Linked DNA regions of Mus musculus: region 1 is linked to region 2. The links are chromatin contacts, called in public Micro-C maps. All regions are on one chromosome and are shown on one strand. Each heading gives the region's core, a stretch centred on a gene start, on an enhancer-like site or on the middle of the called end of the contact. The rest is flanking DNA. Distances are from core to core; before and after follow the strand shown.

What was found. Hi-C and Micro-C count contacts between places; a contact is called where the count stands out from the background.
Region 1: a Micro-C map of granulosa cells shows a contact between it and region 2, with 2.0 times the contacts expected there. The contact joins the enhancer-like site here to the promoter of Prss56 in region 2. A contact is called at or near these places in 3 of 39 promoter capture datasets (embryonic stem cells, macrophages and stem cell-derived epiblast-like cells), 3 of 15 datasets of contacts at CTCF or cohesin (all in embryonic stem cells), 18 of 484 Hi-C or Micro-C datasets (cardiomyocytes, embryonic stem cells, granulosa cells and 3 more), 6 of 115 datasets of contacts at active chromatin or transcription factors (all in embryonic stem cells) and 1 of 9 other capture datasets (adipose tissue).

The regions. Positions count from the first base shown.
Region 1 is chr1:87,289,385-87,296,323 of GRCm38.p6, forward strand. Efhd1 (EF hand domain containing 1) reads left to right here. Exons shown (of 4, transcript NM_028889.3): 2 at 84-231. Gm41911 (a long non-coding RNA gene) reads right to left here. Exons shown (of 4, transcript XR_878348.2): 4 at 4,448-4,595. Among named protein-coding and RNA genes, the nearest start is that of Gm41911, 17 kb to the right of the region's middle. Within about 2 kb of position 3,682, at least 43 of the 459 cell types and tissues checked have an H3K27ac peak or open chromatin away from gene starts, as enhancers often do. A contact at or near this core is called in adipose tissue and granulosa cells, where this site is marked.
Region 2 is chr1:87,177,980-87,184,751 of GRCm38.p6, forward strand. It overlaps Prss56 (protease, serine 56), which reads left to right and starts at 5,335. Exons shown (of 13, transcript NM_027084.2): 1 at 5,335-5,619; 2 at 6,176-6,283; 3 at 6,624-6,677. The coding sequence starts at 5,514.

The DNA of each region.
Region 1 (6,939 bases), core at 2,432-4,931, 110 kb after region 2:
AGTAGGTGAAACCAAAAGTGTTATACATCTGGGAAAGTAACGTGCACCATTTTGTTCTGACCTTACCTCCTTGGACCATGCAGGTATGATGCTGGAAGGGACGGCTTTATTGACCTGATGGAGCTGAAACTCATGATGGAGAAACTGGGGGCCCCTCAGACCCACCTGGGCCTGAAGAGCATGATCAAGGAGGTGGATGAGGACTTCGACGGGAAGCTCAGCTTCCGGGAGGTACCTATGGCTCACTGAGCCTGAGAAGATCCCTTGCCCACAGCTCCCAAGTGCAAATGGATCTGCCGATTGAGAATGCTCCCTGGTTGGATATTTAATGTTCAACTTAGCTTTTAGACATATCTTTTGTAAACTGTGTGGGTGGCATATTCCTATAATCCCAACTCTTGAGAGCTATACGAGGAACATGAGTTCAAGGTTGGCATTCATTACATTGTGAATTACATGAGACCTTTCATGATAGTTTATGTCTGTAATCCAAGTATATTAAGGCTGGGGCAGGTGGATTGCTATGGGCCACTGTGCCTAAATTCTTACTTTTTGTGTGTGTGTGTACAGGGGTTTTATTGGAAGGCTTCAGGATGTTTCAGTCATGGTGTCATATAACTTGGATGGTAGCACTGGACCATCTTCTGTTGTCCTGTTGTATGTTCTGACTCAGCTGAGCCCTTGGGATCAAGAGCAGTACTACTAACCACTGAGCCATCTCTTCAGCATGCTTTCTCTTGTTTTATTCAAGGGCCACCCATAGGTGACCCAACTGAATCTAAGCTACTTGGTTATCTTTTGGTTAGCTTCCACTGTGACCTTTTCTCACACAAGTGGACATCCAAGGCTTGGAGACCTCCAAAGCAGTTTTGTCAGTTCTTGGCCCCTTTAAGAGGTTCCAGTGACATTGACATCAGTCCTTTGTGAGCTCCAAGCCTTGTCTTGGTCCCGTTTCTAGGTTATCCCAGGTATGTGGGCTTGGATGTATAAAGACATGTGGCCATCTAGACCTCACAGGCCACACCTTTATGTTGCTGCATCCACCCATGGCCACCTGGGCTTGCAGTCAGATCTCAAGCTGACAGAGCAGTGCTGTGCCCACTTGAGCAAGTTCTTCCTTTCTGGAGACAGAAGAGTCTCTCTCAGGCTGGCTTCAGCTATAGGCTCTCTGCTTTAGCTTTCCAAAGTGCTGGAACTGTAGGCTTGTACCAGCATGCCTAGCCACCCTGGAGTTCTTTCTGTTCTTTTGAGACAGAGTATCATTCTTTTATATATAATAGCCTTGACCTCACTATGTAGCCCAGTCTGGCTTTGAACACAGAGATCTTCCTGTCTTAGCTGGAAATTATAGGCATGTACTACATAGTCTGTTGTTCTCTCTCTCTCTCTCTCTCTCTCTCTCTCTCTCTCTCTCTGTGTGTGTGTGTGTGTGTGTGTGTGTGTGTGTGTGTGTGTGTGTTTGGGGTGGGGAGAGTTAAGATGGATCTTACCAAGACCATCGTTAAAATTTATTTTATGTGTATGAATGTTTTGTCTGTGTGTACGTCTGTGACCTGGGTTCCTGGTACCTTGGAGGCCAGAAGAGAGCATCAGATCTGGAACTGGAGTTATAAATGGTAGTGAGCTGCCATATGGGAGCTGAGAATCAAACCTGGGCCCTCTCTAAGAGCAGCAAATGCTGTTAACTGTGGAAGCTGACGGTTTTACAGAGTGCAGGCTGGCTTGGCTTCTAACTCCCTATGTATCTGAGGATGACCTTGAACTCCTCATGCCCGTGCCCCTCCCTCCTAAGGGCTGGGATTGCAGATACGCACCATCACACCTAGCTTTAGCCCCTGGGCATTCTTTTTTTACTTTTTTTTTTTTTTACCTTATTTATTGTATAGGACATATATACATCCATGCATGTGTGGAGGTCAGAGGGTGACTTAGATGTCCTCCTGTGTCAGTCCAGGGCTTGAACTCTGGCTGTCCATCTTGGCAGCAGGCATCTCTACCTTTTGAGCCATCTTGTCAGCCAGGGGTTCTTGACACATCCTTTGCCTCCTTTGTCCTACTGAGAAATTTTATTTCTGCCATTTACAAATGAAGAGCTCTAACACAGTGGTGTGTGGACACCTCTAGCCACAGTTGTGAAGTTAAGAATCCCTTCCCTCGGGACGAGCGAGCATCTCGGGGCCTGTGGGGGAATAAGCTTCTGAGCTCCCCCCCACCCTCTGTCTTTGTTCTCTACCTCTCCTTCCCTCCCAGTCCCCAGAGTCACAGCTCGGACCTTTTCCAACTCGACACCATGCCAGTCTTTGTGGACTATAAATAGGAAAACAAATAAGGTTGTCGGGCAGTAAGGGACTATAATGGGTGAACCGGGAGTGCCTGGTATACTGGATGTACTTGGGTTGAACTGGTCTGTCTGTCTTTCTTTCTGTCTTTCTGTCTTTCTTTCTGTCTTTCTGTCTGTCTTTCTGTCTTTCTTTCTTTCTTTCCTTTCTTTCTTTCTTTCCTTTCTTTCTTTCTTCCTCCCTCCCTCCCTCCCTCCCTTCCTTGTTTCCTTCCTTCCTTCCCTTTTCCTCCTCTTCCTCCTCCTTCTTTAGCTGGCTGGCTGGGGTTGGGAGACCCCTGAGTTATGATGGGGATGCCGTTGGTCATCTGTTGAACTGACAGAGCAAGCTTGTATAGCCTTGGACCTCAGAACAAACATTGCCAGGAGAGAGCAGAGGGGATTCGCTAATGGTTCAGGCACACCAGGACCTTCTATGACTGTGAACACTGTCATCTCCACCTACACCTATTTAAAATTATGTTGTACTTATTTATTTTGCATGGAGGGAAGGGGTACACCTATGAAGGTCAGAGGTTAACTCCCATCACATGGACCCTGGGGGATCAAACTCAGGCTGTCAGGCTTGATGACAAACACTCTGAACCATCCCGTTAGCCAGCCCTCCTCTTTAGAGGTCAGGAAGAGGTCTTGAGGAATGGAGAGCCCCTGGATGCTCAGCTGGAGCAACACTCCCTCTTTTCTGAGTGGGCTCCTGGGGCCCCTCAGAAGTGTTACTGTGGAAGGCAGCTCCTCGTGGGGACTTCTGGTAGATGACGTGCTTTAAGGGTGGCTACATGTTCAGCCTGGTTTCTTTTGCGATAACAGAATGTCCCAGTCCCAGCCTGGATAGTTTAGAAAGGAAAGAAGTTTGTCTTGGCCTGGGAGTTCAAGGGCAAGGCCTCTGCAAAGCTCTGCAGGCTACGTGCTTGTTGAGCTCAGGGTGGAAAGCACAGGGTAAGGGCGGACGTGAGAGCCTCACGATGAGAGAAGAACAGGAGACAACGAAACTCCCTTCATAACACGCAACCCTTGAAAAAACATCCTCCCCCTCAGTGGCCTATTTGCCTTCTTAAAGCAGCCAACCACCACGTTTTTACTAAGGACCAAGCATCATAGGAGCCAGGTACCGAGCGGCAGGCATTCCCTGCATCCCACAGCCCCCATCTGCAATGCTGAAGTCTCTACCGCACCCCACATCTTTCACAAGAGAAGAGAGAACCAAGAGAAATGCAGCAGCCACCAGTGTCCCTACCCTCCTGGCCTCTGTCCTGTTGCTGGGGGCCTGGTTTCTTTTGACCTACTTGCTTTCAACCAATGTGCTAGCTCTCTAAGAACTGCTGCAAACTGAGTCTTTGCCGGCCTCTAGTGAGAGAGTTGGAAGCTGCAGGTGGGAGACCGGAGTATTCCTTTTAATCCAGACAGCTCCAGGGACCTCAGAGAAGCCACAAGACCCTGCACACATCACTCCATCTCTTTGATTAGTCCCTCCCACCCCCAAACTCCCCACTGTCCAAGGCAGAGCGAGGTCTGAGTAAGAAGCAGAAAGCAGGGCATTCCAGCCTTGGGAGCTAAGACCCTGCAGTTGGGATTTGGGAAGCCTGTTAAAGTGGTGCCTGTCTGTCTAACACTCTTCTTTTTTTTTTTTTTTTTTTTTTTCTTTCTTATTTTGGTTTTTCGAGACAGGATTTCTCTGTGTAGTCCTGGCTGTCCTGGAACTCACTCTGTAGACCAGGCTGGCCTCGAACTCAGAAATCCGCCTGCCTCTTCCTCCCAAGTGCTGGGATCAAAGGAGTGCACCACCACTGTCCGGCACATTCTTCCTATGTATGTGCTTTTGGTGCCACCTGAAAACCTGGAGAAACCTCTTCTGGTGGTTTGGTCCATCTGTTTATAAGTGGGGAATGGTGGTGTTTATAGAAACTGCACAATGCTCTTTAGGCCAATAAATTTGTAATTTTTTTTTAAAAACTTTTTTTTAAAAAAAGATTTATTCATTCATTTCATGTATGTGAATACACTGTACTATCTTCAGACACGTCAGAAGAGGGCATCGGGTCCTTATTACAGATGGTTGTGAGCCCCCATGTGGTTGCTGGTAATTGAAGTCAGGACCTCTGGAAGAGCAATCTTCAATGCTGAGCCATCTCTCCGGCCCAAATTTGTAATTTAAAAAAATGTGTCCATTTTGTGTGTATAAAAGTCTTGCCTCCATTTATGTCTGCATACCACATGCATGCCCGGTGCTCACAGAGGCCAGAAGACTGTGATGGATCCCCTAGAAGTAGAGGTAGGGATGGTTGTGAGCCACGGTGTGGATGCTGGGGAGGAATCCGAGTCCCCTGCAAGTGCCCTTAACCACAGATCCATCCCTCCATTGCCCCGTCCCCCCAGCTTGTAGGCTTTTGTGGGGCAAACCCTGACAATCTGTCAATTCTCTGGGACCCACATGGTAGAAGAGAACCAACAGAGTTGTCCTCTGACCTCCATACACACACCATGGCATGCACGTATACAAGGTGAATAATTAATTCATAGGGTGTTTTGTTTTGTTTCACACCATAGCCAACACTGGCCTGAAGCTGTTGGCAATCTTCCTACCTCAGCCTTCTGATGCTGATGTTACCTGTGAGCCACCATGCTAGCTTTATAAAAATTACAGAGAAGGGAACCAAGTAACTGGAAAGTAACCCTGGGAGAGGAGGCTAGGAGAGGGGGGACTGCAATTTAAGAATTTATTCTGCAGAGGCCCTAACACAGCTGCCCTCAAAGACTACTTCGTTTAGGTTACACATTTTGAATGTGGAAGAAGAAGTGTGTTACACAATAAATGTGGGGCTTACTGAGTAACTATTTGGAAGAGAAATAAGGTTAATGATTACCCTACCAATAGAACAGAATACATTTCAGAGATTAAATATTTACGTGGTATTTCTTGTAAAGCTATAAAAATGCTAGACAGAAACAAACCTGACTGTTTATGTAACCTTGATGTTGGGGGACATTTTTCTAAGGCCGTCTCTCTGGTAAGAGGAAAGAAAGATTTGACAGACTTTATGTAAAAATGTCTGGAGTCAAAAGATACCATACAGAAGCCAAGAATTCGTGGCACACAGTGGTAGTCTCAACTCGTTCCAGAGACCAACACAGGAGCATCAACTGAGACCAGCGACATAGCAAGACCCTCCCGTCTCAAAAGTTAATAAACAGAGCCAGTGGGGTGTCAAACATCTTTAATGCTAGCACTCAGGAGTCCGAGATAGGTAGATCTCTGTGAGTTTGAGGCCAGCCTAGTTTACAGAGTGGGTTCCAGGACAGCCAGAACACTGAGGAACAAGAAACAAAAATAATAAACAGGGTCGATGAGGCAGCTCAGTGTATAAAGACAGTTGATGTAAAGCCTGCCCGGGTGAGTTTGATCCCAGGGGCCCACAGGGCAGAAGGAGAGAACTGAGTCTGCAAGCTGCCCTCTGACCTCCACATGTGTGTTCTGGCATGTGTGCAAACCAACAAAACAGCCACAGCCCCAGCACACTCAAATGACACGCAGCAGAGCTAACCTGTTTGAAACTTACTAAGGCCTACAAAGATCTCTTAGTAAACCACAAGAAAGGTAAGCAGTCTTATGTGGATACAGAACACATGAGAAAAAAATAGAAATGGCTAAGAGATATGAAAAAGGGGGGCCAGGGGTGGGGGGCAGTGAGATGGCTCAGTGTGTAAAGGACAAACCTGACAGCCTGAGTCTAATCTCAGGGACTCACATGAAGAAAAGAATCAACTTTACAGCCGGGTGTGGTGGCACACGCCTTTAATCCCAGCACTCTGGAGGCAGAGGCGGGCGGATTTCTGAGTTCGAGGCCAGCCTGGTCTACAAAGTGAGTTCCAGGACAGCCAGGGCTACACAGAGAAACACTGTCTCGAAAAACCAAAAAAAAAAAAAAAAAAAATCAACTTTACAGTTGTCCTCTGACCACCACATGTGTGCCATGGTACACATACACACACACACACACACACACACACACACACACACATACTGCTATCGTACACATATACATATATACACATACACACACAAACACACACACGCACAAAGTAAATAAATAAATTTTTCATGTAAAAACTTAGGTTGGGGCTGGTAAAAGTCTATAATCCCAGCACTTGGGAGGCAGAAGCAGGTGGATCTTTGTGAGCTCAAGACTCAAGACCAATTTACACACCCCTAAAAGACCATAAATGTACTTATAAACAAATATAATTAAAATATAATTAAATTATTTACTTAAAAAATAGTGTATCAGGGTTGGGGAAATAGTTGAATATAACAGTGGTTCTCAACCTGGGGGGTCGCAACACCTTGCGGGGTCACATATCAGTATCTTGTATATCAGGTGTTTACATTACAGTCCACAACAGTAGCAAAATTACAGTTATGAAGTAGCAAGGAGGATAATTTTATGGTTGGGGGTCACCACCGCATGAGGACCTATATCAACGGGTCGCAGCGTTAGGAAAGTTGAGAGTGGCTGGGATTGAGGCTCTAGCTGTCCTAGCTGTTTAATCCCCAGAACACACGTAGAAAGCTGGGTGTGTTAGCACATGCCTACGGGGAGCTGGGA
Region 2 (6,772 bases), core at 4,085-6,584:
CATTGAGAAGATTTCTACCTCTCATACTTTAAAAACACACAGACCACACACACACACACACACACACACACTTGATGCCTTGTACTGGCCACATGCTGCCTGCTGGTTTTAAAGACTACTCCTATCCCCCAGCAATGCAGGGAAGTACAAGGAAGAAGTTTTAAAATAAAGTAAGAATGAGTCTCAGCTCCCAGGTGAAGACCCTGGGTGCTATGTGCCGGATGATGCTGGGTTCTGGATAACACTGGGTACTGGATCACGCTATATGCTGGACAACATGGTATTACACTCCTGTAGTCCTTCCAGCATATGGGAGTCAGCTAGAAGACCTGGAGTTTGAGGCTGGCCTGAGTTGCACAGTGGCACTCTGTCTTTAAAGAAAATAAATAAAAGAAAGAAAGAAATCAAGCATTATTAATATTAATGAATGGCCATTCTCAGAAATCTCATTTTGTATTGATGCAGATAGAAGTTTAGAGACAAACTGATAGAAATTAATATCGTTATAAGAAGGACTCTAACTGAAGATTTTTAATAGGATTGATGAAATTTAATTTTAATTTATGTGGAAAGCAGGGACAGAAGTGACCCTGAAGAGAGTCACATGACTACAGTGTGTCTCTTCTCAGTCTCCCCCAACTCACAGACACACACAGGGTCTCACATTCCCCAGACTCACCAGGCCTCAAATTCCTAGTGTAGCCAAGGATGACCATGGGCTTATGGGCTTCTGATCCTCCTGCCTCTGCCTTAGTTCTGGGAGGACTACGTGCCAAGCAAACACTCCCTGGCCCCAGAGATTTATTTTCCTAAAAAGACCATCTAAGCCAGACATAATAGCTCATCCCTGTAATCTCACACACACACACACACACACACACACACACACACACACACACACACACACGACCAAGGCAGGAGGATTGCTTTGAGTTTGAGGTGAACCTGGGCTTTATAGTGAGTTCTCGGACAGCCTGGACTACAGTGTACACCTGTGTCTCAAGAAATCAAAACAAATACAAAGACCATCTAATGTTAACAAGAAGAGCTAAAATCCTGATCGAGAAAAACGTATTACCCAGCAGGCAGGGTTTGTTTGATGCTTTCTTCTTTGACAAAGTACCTAGAACAGCAATTCAAAGAGGGGTTTGCTTTGGTTCATGGTCCTTCATGGCAGGGTCGTCATGGCAACATGAATGACCGGCAGCTGCTCACATTGCATTGCTCCCACTGGGAGGACTGGGGTGCTCATCTTTTCCCCCATTTGAAGTCCATGGCCCCAGTCCAGTGTCACCTACAGTTAGGGTGGGTCTTTCCAACCAAGTCAACCCTTCCTGGAAATACCCTCATAGACATGCCCATCGATTTGTCTCTAAGGTGGTCCTAGATCCTGTCAAACTGACAGTCAGTATTAGACCATCACAAGGGATAACAGAAAGTCCATATCAGAAATGAAGGTGTTCGGCTACCAAATATAAGAGAAACAAAACTTAAACCATGGTCAGAAAAAGAGAAGAAAGTATATGAGGAGAGATGGCTGATGGGAATGAGAAAGATGAGACATGAGAAGAGGGAATGAGTGGGGAAAGAGGGTGAGGAAGAGGAGAGAAAAGGATTATACAGCTCTGTAACCCTCCCTACTGGGGAGTCTAAAGCTGGAGGACTATAAATCCAGGACAACCTGACTACAGAGTGAGGTCAAAGTAGTGAGACCTTCTCAAAACAAGAGAGAGAGAGAGAGAGAGAGAGAGAGAGAGAGAGAGAATCAGGCATGGGACAAAGTTGTAATCCAGGCATTTTAGAAGGTAGAGGTGAGGATCCTTTGGTTTTAGGGAGTTTGAGGCCAGTCTAGGCTCCTTGAGAACCTGTCTCAGACAGATGGAAAGAAAAAGGGAGAAACAAACCAACAACTAACTAAAAAGAAGGCTAGAGATGTAGCTTGATGAGAAAGTAATTTGTCTGCTGTGGATAAGACTGTAGGTTCAAAACCTAGTAACAAGAAGGAGGGGGAGAGGCATGAAGGAGGGAGGGAGGGAAGGAGGGAGGGAGGGAGGGAGGGAGGGAGGGAGGGAGGGAGGGACAATAGGAGGAAGGCAGGGAAGGAGGAAGGGAGGGAAAGAGGGAGGAGGGGAGGAGAAAAAAGAATTCTGGACGTGAGATGGTTTGTTTTCTTTCAATCAAGTTGAACAATGGCCTATAGAGATCTGGGTGGTGGTCTGGATATGTCTTGTGACTGGTTCAAGTTTGAGGCTAGCCTTGGCAAGAAGGGAAGGGAGAGGTGGGGTCTGCCTAGCCACCCCCACCAAGCCTCTCAACCCATGGGTCTGTAGCAGGCAGCACAGCTTCAGCACCCCACACCCCCAGACAGAACCCCCACCTCCCTGGGTCCCTCCTAAAGCCTAGGGGAACTGGGAAGGTCAGAGTGAGAAGCAAAGCTGACACTCTGAAGGGAACTCATAGCTATGAGGAAGGCCCTCTTCTCAGCCATCCTCTGAAGTCAAGCCACACCCCCTCCCACGGCCACCCTCAAGGTCCTTTTTCCTTTTCGGGTTGCCACAGCTCCCTTGCTACCTCCCTGTTCATTCAGTTAAACACCTTTCTCGTGACTCCTGTGAGACCCAGAGCGATGACCCCACCATCCCCTTACAGGAAGACTGCACTGTATTAACTCTGTTAACCTTCCTAACAGGGCCATCCTCCCAGATGACTACACATCCATCCTTGAGAGTCTGGTGCCACATAGCACCTACTGGGTGCTTAAAACAGACCCTCAGCCACATTTCTGAGAGCAGGGGCTCAGGAGAGCCCTGGCTGCTGCCAGGAACCTGTCCCCTACTTTTCTCCTTCCTCCCTGTGTTTCTGGAAGTCTTGTCATTCTGGAGTCTGCATCCCTTCAATTCCTGCATCCTCTGGCCTCTGTCTCTATGTCACGTTGGACTGAGCAACCAAACTTCTTTACTGTTGCATAGCCCAAATCAAGTCACATTCTGAGGTAAGGGGGTTGAAACTCCAGCATATCTTTTGGGGGGGATGATTTGGGCTCCAACAGGAAGTGACTCACGAAAGCTCACTCAGGAGTACAGTCAGCCTCACGGGCCTGTCTGAGTCACAGCTGAATGGCCTCTCATCCCACAGAGGCTCTGATGTCAGGCTCCTCTCAAATTCCATTGCATCAAACATCGGCTCACAGCCACCCCTGTGCCCATTGGGCCGGCTGATGCTGATGCAGAGATGCTGTCCTCAAAGACAGCCTGGGGGTTTCTTAAGCCATCCTCCTGTTCCTCTCTGCTCCTTCTCCTAAAAGAGCATGGAGATCAAGGGACATGTCACTTGTCTCTTTGTCACTGTGTATTTCCTGGCTGGCTTGAAACTCATTGTATAGACCAGGTTGGCCCCAAACTCACTATGTAGACCAGGTTGGCCCCAAACTCACCAGAATCATCCTGCCTCTGCTGATTTAAGTTTAAGTAGAAGGTAGATGGCTCATGACTGAGCCAGGATCAAATGCGTGAAACACTTCACAGTGAGGAGACTGTGGTGCAGTGAGTAACGGATCCTCTGTGACTATGTGGAGGCCTAAGTGAGGGAGGGAAGGGAGGGAGGGGGACACCCCCCCCCCTGCACACACACACACACAGAGCTCATCCAGAGCATACCTATAAAGAGGCTACATCATTGGATTCTGGGGGAGGGGGCATTGTGTCCCCTTTCACTCCTCCCATCCCTCCCACACCCCCAACCCTTCTTCCTCACCTGAACTCACAGATACCTCCTGAGAACCCACTAAGGCTTTCTAGATATATTGAAGAAACCCCCAAGGTTCCCTGCCACACCCCGTCTCTCTTCCTCCTTTCAAAGTGGAAGTACAGAGCCCAAGGGCTTGTCTCTGCCTTTGGGAGGGGTGAAGGAGACCTACGGCCCTCCATTAGGCTCCATTGAGACTCTTAAAACAAAAAGACCACCTTACCCCTGGGAATTAAAATTGCCCAGGAATCTGATCCTGGGGGAAAAGAAAGATTGCTCTGATGCCAGCCAAAGGAAGAGATTCCACATGCTCCCAACAACTTGTAGGATCCCAGGAGTCGAGACAAGGATGGGGTGGGGTGGGGTGGGGGTCTTCTCAACTTGTAGGAGCCAGATCTGAAACAGTGTGCTTTTCCATGCCCTGCCCTTTGCTGTGTGGGTGAGAGAAGGGTCTACTCCCTTCCTGCCATCAGACTGGACTCAAAGCCTGACACATGCCAAGAAGGCAGAGTGAGGACAGACAGTTCTATGCTGGCCACTCCGGCCTGGCCAGGCTTCAGCAGGCATACAGGAGCCATACCTCTCTGCTAGAAACTTGGAGAGCACATAGGATTTACCTATGATATGCAGAGATAACTCCAATCCCTAGTGTCATTGAATTGACACAACAATCTATACCTACCGTTCTCTCTACCTTCCTGGTGGTGGGAGACAGGCTACGTGCTGTGATAAGCAGTCCCTTTGAAGAGAACACATCCCCTAGCCACAGTGTGTCCCAATTCCTGTACTTAAACCCTTAACCAACATGTCCCTGCTGCCAGCACAAATCAAGGTGCCAAGGGTAGTTTTGTTTTGTTTGTACCCAAAGGCTCGGCCCTACCCCAGGTGGTGACTGGATATCAGGACAGTTGCCTGTTTATGACCTTCTCTCAAGAGTCCCTCCTGCCAGATCAGGGTCACAGCAACTGAAAACAAAGCTGGACACACTGAGTGGGCAGGGACAGGGGTCCTGCTGGATCCTGCGCTCCCCAAACTGGGCCACAGTGGGGCCTTTCATCTCCCGCTTGCTTTTGCCTCTTCCCACCCCGCTACCCCAGTGCAGCAATTATGGCGCAAATTAGAATGCTTTGATCATCTTTAGAAAGGGCCACACGGAGGAGGGACACTGCCAAGCAATTAGGGGCAGAGGGGCTGGAAGTTCAATGGCTTGCTTAGGGGGTGAGACTGCCCAGGACACCCACCCCTATCCCTAGCTCTCCTCCCTCCAAAAGTGCCTGTCCCAGCAGAGCAGTGGACTCCCCAGGGTGGCAGAAACAGATGGGGATCCCCCCTCCCAGCCCCTGCCCACCAGTCTCCCTCTGCCTGGCCCCCAGCCCAACGGTCAGTTCTCCAGCCCCATCTCAGCCCCTTTGAAGCAACCGCAGGAACAAGGGCCGCTTTCACAGAAGTGGGGAGACGCAGAGTGGGACGATGAGACTTCAAAGGTGAGGGTCCAGCCCACTACCTCATTCCCTCCCCCAGTCCTGGCTGCCCTCCCACGCACACACACCCCTCTGTCCTCTATATAGCTCCAGGGCATCGTTTCCCTGAGGGCTCCCAGGAGGTGAGGGCCAGGTGAGGTGCGGACCATTAGAAGTGAGTAGTTTAGTGTAAGACAACGGGATCAGATGGTTTGAGGGACACAAAGTCTGTGGGCAGGAAGAATCACAGGAGAGGGTAGAGTCCAGGAATAAAGAGGACAGGGTCTCCCGCCTTGGCCCCAGGTCACCATGCCGCTGGCTATGTTGTTGCTGCTGCTGCTGCTACTGTCCCCAGACTCCCAAACTGCCCATGGGCATCCACTGTACACGCGCCTGTCCCCCGGCGCCCTGCAAGGTGAGCCGGGCTGGTCCGAGGGAACCACGGGAGGTGGGAGGGGCATAGGGAAAGTGAGGTCAAGGGAGGACAAGGGAAATGAGCTTATCTCTCACACTTAGGAGGGCCTGTGGTCCTTCTGCCCACCTTCTGCTGGAAGGAGGAGCCTGGAACTGGGATATAGGAAGGGAGGGTAGACAGCCTCACCCAGGAAGCAGAGACAGCAACACTGCCAAGGGGTTCCAGAGATAACGGTGTTAGAAGACCCGGGGCAGCATGCCTTGGGCCCAAAGATGGATACCTTAACCATATTACCTGGATGTCGGTGGGCAGTGGTTTTCCTCTGAAATCTTTAAGAAAGGAGCTTTTCAGAGATTCCTTCCCAATTGTAGCACCATCTGCCCTGAGGGCTGGCCCTTGGGGCCTGACCTCTCTCCCCATCTCTACATCCCTGGTAGTCTAAGAGTTCACCACGCTTCTCTGGGACTCCCCAGACAAGGTTCAGGAAGACTTAGACTGAGTGGGGCTCTCTGCCAAGGGAATGTGACTTTGTGTCCCATGTCCCTCCCCCTCCCAGTTTTATCTGCCCAGGGGACTCAGGCATTGCAGGCTGCCCAGAGGAGTGCCCAGTGGGCCATAAAGCGCGTGTTGATGGAGATCCAGCACAGACTACATGAATGCCAAGGTTGTACCAGAAGTGCTACCCCACCCAGCAGACTCACATTGGTACAGGGGACTCCTCCTTTTGTCCATGTCCAGCCCTTATTTTTAGGTTCCATCGTCCTTGGGGTCAGATTCTTTTTGAAGGTCCAAGTGGAAGGGGTATGCCAAACTTGAGACACAGCAGGGAGGAGGGGAGAGTGTGGGCTCAGGTGGTCACAGTTCATGGCTGCTCAAATAGTTCCATGTGCTAGAAGGCGGGCCAAGTGGAGAGTGGTTGAAAGATGAGGCCCAGCCCCCCCCCCCAATAAAGCGAAAGATCCGCAAGAGGGCGCAGCGAGGCTCAAAGGATTGTTTCTCAGTAGGACCTGGACGCCCTAGACCTCAAGCCCCCCTCCTCCAGGACCCACCGGAGCCAGGTGAAACTAAAAGACTCCAAGGGCTGAAAGCGAGGTGGGCCTCAACGTGAAGATAACTAAAACTTTTGCTTCATGACGCCGTTTCTGCCATTCTA